Linked DNA regions of Rattus norvegicus: region 1 is linked to region 2. Evidence: chromatin contacts called from public Hi-C data. All regions are on one chromosome and are shown on one strand. Each heading gives the region's core, a stretch centred on a gene start, on an enhancer-like site or on the middle of the called end of the contact. The rest is flanking DNA. Distances are from core to core; before and after follow the strand shown.

What was found. A called contact is a pair of places that touch in the nucleus more often than the background predicts.
Region 1: a contact with region 2 is called in a Hi-C map of psoas muscle, with 2.1 times the contacts expected there. The contact joins the promoter of Tll1 here to the enhancer-like site in region 2. A contact is called at or near these places in 2 of 12 Hi-C or Micro-C datasets (frontal cortex and psoas muscle).

Annotation. Positions count from the first base shown.
Region 1 is chr16:30,274,223-30,276,922 of GRCr8, reverse strand. It overlaps Tll1 (tolloid-like 1), which reads right to left and starts at 1,431. Exons shown (of 21, transcript NM_001106081.2): 1 at 644-1,431. The coding sequence starts at 812.
Region 2 is chr16:29,978,640-29,981,485 of GRCr8, reverse strand. No RefSeq gene overlaps it. Among named protein-coding and RNA genes, the nearest start is that of Cpe, 180 kb to the right of the region's middle. Within about 2 kb of position 1,500, at least 4 of the 93 cell types and tissues checked have an H3K27ac peak or open chromatin away from gene starts, as enhancers often do.

The sequences.
Region 1 (2,700 bases), core at 182-2,681, 300 kb before region 2:
AAATTTGAATGGGGTAGCAACTTGGTATAAATATTTTTAGATTTATTTTTAAGTGGGAGAAAATAGTAACTCCAATCTTATCTACAATTGAGTTCTTTTTAGGTTGTCACAACACTGATGCTTCTGGCCTGGAACTCACACTTAAACTCTTGGTAAAACAAGGAGTGAGAGTGCCCAGAGGTAGCGACGCTATCTCCACCCACCTTTTGGAAAACTCTGCCCACTCGGTCATGAACAGATGCTGGCAAACCTCGTCCTGGAACAGCGGAGGTCTTGTCCCTTCCTGGTGCATTGAACCCACTTCGTGCTGGCATTTAAAACCCACAGAAGCCAGCTGTGTTTATGACTTGTTTAATTTCACAGGGGATGGGGGAGGGATCAGAAACTCCAGGACGGGACGTTTGCCTCTAGCGAGGGGGACCAGTGCTTGGCATCTGATCCTACCAGCACAGAACTCCAGGGAACTTGGGCCGCTCAGGGTGGAGAGGGAGGAAGGAAAAAGGAGGGGGAGAGAGGAGGGGCGACGACGGAGGGGCCGAAGAGGAGAGAAGGAAACAGGTGAGCTCCCACTGCCTCTAGTAGGAGACTCCAGCACCTTGGTCCCCAGCAGCGCGCCACAGTCCCAACTTAGACAGGCACTTACCAGCTTTGCACGGGTCCTTGTAATCTATAGGCTCCGTTTTGTCCTCTTCGTTCCCATCAAAAGTGTAATCATAATCGAGGCCAGTGCAGACCCACAGCTCCCGGGAGAAAACAATACCCGAGACCACCAACCACAGAAGCATCCTAGGGGAGAGCGCTTGCAAACCCATCCTCCTCCCCTAGAGGAAGGAGGGGACCAGACCCCGAGGGCCGCGTGGATATGCGGGGCTCTAGGGACAGTGCTCTTCTCCCCACTGGGAGGATCCTCGGAAAGACCTGAGTGTTCAGGTGTCCGGAGACATGCGGGTGTCTTCCGGACCCTAGAGAGGGCAAACGCTGCCTGGCTCCCCCGGATGCTGGGGAACTTGGCCAGGGACCCGCGGGTGGGCGGAAGGCAGGTGAGGAGCTCGGCCCAGGGCAGCCGCAGCCAACCCGGCACGGTCCAGGTCGTCCTTCCAGCGGCCGAACTTCCCGCGATCGCGATCGCGACCGGCCGCGGCGAGAGGCGCACGGCGGGCTCAGCTGCCACCGGAGCTCCGGCTCCTGCGCCGCGCCCCCGCCGCTGTCAGGACCCCGCGGCCGAGCGCGAGCTGCAGCCGCCTGCGCCCGCCGCTGCCGCTGCCGCCGCCGCCGCTCCGGGAAGATGAATCCGGTCTGCACATCAGCACATCTGAACTGAAAGGGGAGACCGAGGAAGGGGGTGGGAGCCAGGCATTTCTACGCCGCCAGACCTTAAAAGCCTGCAGAAGCTAGGGAAGCTCTCGACTGCCCGGAGAGCAAAGGGGTGTGAGGATTTGGAGTGCCTCTTTCCCCCCTCCAGGCTGTCTTTTTTACCCTCTTCCTAACTTGAAAAAAAAAAAAATCTTCGCAGCATCTAACCCAATCACTCGCATCCTGCTTACTTATTCATACAATCAGGGTCAGGATCCGGGCCCCAGCCTCCTCTCTGACTTCGTTTGATAGCCTTATACAAACAAACAGACACGAGCGCGCTGGCATTTCCATTTCTATTTTACTAAAGATAAAAAAACCGAATGCATTCCGCATTTGTGTCCACGAACAGCAATTAATAGATGAGGTACGTGTCAGAGCAGAGCGCCAGACCGGGGGTGGCGCGAGGGATCGTGACAACTTCGCTGCAAATCTCTCTATCCTGCCCCCCCGCCCCACCCCCAGATAAATAGGCGGTATGTGTTTCTTTCCCTTGCTGCTGTTGAACCTTCCTACCTCAAGGGTGGAAGAAAAAAGTATCTGACCTTTCTCTGTTTGGGTAAGAAAACAGACTTCTGTCCAAAGTCTCCTAACCAACAAAGTTTTACTAAGAACTAGAGAAATTAATTTAAAAGAAAAAAAATCGAGTTCCAGATCGCACCAGCAGGAAACGCTAAGCCCTCGCTGATGGGCTGGAGCTAGGGCTCACGTGGGCGCTGGAAGGGAAGTTGGAACACTAGCCACGCAAATTTTCTGACAGTTCTGGAGCCGGTGCCCAGCGCCTCCTAGTACCCTTCGGCTTCACTTGTTTGATTTCCTCCCTAGGACGGTGTGTTAAGAGCCGGCAGCTGGATCAGAGAGGTAAACCACTCCTCAGCCCAGCAGACTCAAGACAAACACAGGTTGTGGGAAATTGAGGAAGGGGGAAAAAAATCAGAGGAAATCTCTGAAAAAACCCCTGGTGTGAGCAATTCCGAGGTTTCCCCACATCTGTAAGTAGTTTCCAAAATAGGTGAGCCGACTTCCCCCACCCCCAAGCTTCCGGGGGCCTGGAGAGCTGAGTTTTCCTTTTCTAACACGACTTTACTGTCACTTTAGCAGGGACTATCTTCTGGTGCCTTTGTATCTTTATTTGAGGAACCCATCCCGGTTCCAAGTAGACATTTAGGCAAAAGTAAGGAGCCAGGGAGTCAGTCTCAGTCTCTCTCTCTCTCTCTCTCTCTCTCTCTCTCTCTCTCTCTCTCTCTCTCTCTCTCTCTCTCTCTGTATATACATGTGTGTTTATGAGAGAGAGAGTCTTTGTGTCTGTCTCTCTTAGGATAGGAAGAAACAACCTTCGCTTGTATA
Region 2 (2,846 bases), core at 251-2,750:
ATTTCACACAGGAAACACTTAATGATAATATTTGGAAGAAACCTGCTGACTTCGTAAGATGCAGTTGGCCAAGATTCAGCTCAGAAATACCCGGGGAAGTAAAAGCCTCCTAGAGTTACCAAGATGAGGTTTCTGTAAGTAATGAAGCTGCCCATAAAGGGCAGGGTACAATATCACTTACAAAGGAAAAAAAGAAAACATTAGCAAAACTGAAAGCAGCCTGCGAGTGTGGGGCACAGGTGTGCCACAAAGCAACTAAAGTGTCACTCTACAGCGAATGCGGTCCATGAGGGCTCTTGGGACAGATGGTGGTGACAAAGGGAGTCAGAAGGAAAAAAGACTAGAAGAAATGAAGAAAAGGGGAAGATGAAAATAAAGGAGCACAGGGAATGGCCATCCAGAAGGGAAGTCAGCAAAGTAGTAACAGACACTCCGCAGTCATGGTGATTCCCTGAAATGCCAACTGATGGGTTCCCAGTGGAAATGCTTACCAAAGGCCTGGCAGAATGCTCTTCCAGAAGTCATTTACATTATTGATAATTGTAAAGTGCAGTGCCCAGAGCATAAAGTCCTTACTTCTTTTGTTTCATAAGGGCACAAGTACGAAGGAAGATTTGTATTCGTTGCTTCCTAAAGGAATATGAACAGACATTTGTTTTGTTTTGCTTTGTTTTACTTCTTCTTGTTAAACTCATCAGAGAACAAATTCCAACTAGGTAACAGCCAAGGTTAGATATTAAGACTATTATTACTAACCTTTGTCAGTGGTGGTATTTTGGCTTGGTTTCAGACTACTTAAGACTATTTTATCATCATGTAGCCTAGGCGTGCTTTGAATTCATTATGGAACTCAGGTCGGCCTTGAACTCGTCATCTTCCCACTTTGCCATGTGAAGCTCTGGGACATGTGCCACCATATCCAGCTAGGTTATTAATCATTTAAACGTTGGTAGAAACTATCATGTTTTTATAGGTTAATAAAAAAATAACTTAAATGGCAACCAAAATTCACATCTAACCTGGTGAAGAAATGAAATTTCCATATGCAAATGTTGGGAGATTTTATAAAGGCTAAGTCCTGACAGGAAGTAGAGGGAAACCCCTTATTTTCCCAACACTGTTGATACTGAATAAAAGGCTGAGAATTAAAAATGGGAGTATCAAGATACTTCCTCATGGGGCGATGAGTCAAGGAAGAGAAGGAACATGATACAACACTGATAATTAATCAAAGCTTATGAAGACATGCCCATGATGGTCTAGTAGCAGAGAGCTGGAGTTTCTAATCCTGGAGGTTTCAGAGTGACTATGAAGGGACATATGGCTTCACTTCAACTAAGAACAGGAGAGATACAGGTCCAATACAGGAGTATCAAAACTTTCTCTAAATAAACAGAAATAGAATTTGCCACTGCTGAAGAGCTGGAGACGCACATGTGTGGGATGAGGGGAGTAGGCTTACAGTGACCCTGGCTGGCCTCGGCAGACCTGTAGCACAGCGCCTGATTCTGGCACAAAGCCCAGGCTTCCAGCTGACAGGTGTGTATCCAGAAAGGAAAGCCAGCTCTATGTGAGATTTCACACGCTTCCCTCCTAAAACCTTCCCTAATGTAGATCTCAGATGCACAAGTCACTGCCCAAACTAACTCCTTGCCAGGAGAATTAATTATACTGGTAAGTGCTAATCCCATAGCCAGGAAGTGACTGCAAAAGGCTTCACTTCCAGAAGAAAATCAAACATAATTCTCTGTAGTTCTCTTTGAACCACTACACGGCCATTACCTTCAATAATTTTACTAGTGGTTTACAAAACGTAACAATTAGTGTTTTGCTAAGTAGGCCTTAGCCCTGTTTTATTTTGTCATAATAGGCCTTGAGTGAATTAGGCCTACATAGGAAAGAATGTTCCTGTCTCTTTTTGGAGGATGAATCGAGTCTTAACTGCATGTTTTGATTAACATAAATGAACCCAAACTAAGGGGTGGGGTCCAGCTCAGTGATACAACACTTGCTTAGCAGTTTCAGAACTCAAGGCTCAATCTCTATTTTATTCTTCTTGGTATATACTCAATATGCATACATATGTGTATATGTACATCACGTACATGTACGTATATATACATGTCATCACCATCGTGATACATGTATCATCACTATGTTTGAATGAGGTGTATGCCATCAATAACTACATGAAGGCAGTTGTGTAGGCTTCGTGCTTGGCAGAGACATTGACGTAATATGTATCAGGAAGTGACTGTTACTGGCTTCTATTCAGGGAGTAAAACGGAAGGGATATTGTTTTTCACAGAGTTCCATCAGTATCAGTCACACGCTGTGAAATGTCATCCAATCATTTCCTGCCTGATAATTCTTGCTAATACTTAGTCCCTTGACAGGACTGAGGTATTCATCACTTAGAAGGAGAACAGAACCCAGAACCAAAAGAGAACTGTATTGCTAGAGTTACAAAACAAGTCTTAGCTTACATTTGGAAGATCCAGGATTTGAAGAAGAATTTGTGTAGCCTAAAGAAGCCATGGTGAAGGTCTAGAATATAGAGATTGTGAGAGAGAACCATAGTACACACAAGGAATAAGGGAAACTATCTTTTTCCACCCAGTTAGAAGGAGGGATAATTGTTTCTTGGATTCAGAATTGCTACCACAGATGAGGTAGAGCAGGTGAAGATGTTAGCACACGATTCACTCCCTTCTCCAGTTAAAATTTCAAAGGACAGAGATGCACAGCTAGGTCTGTGACTCTCATACCAGAAAATTCGAGACTATGCTGTACTATCTACCAAAGTGAGGGATAGGCCCAGAAAGGAGAAGGTAGAACTGTGTCAT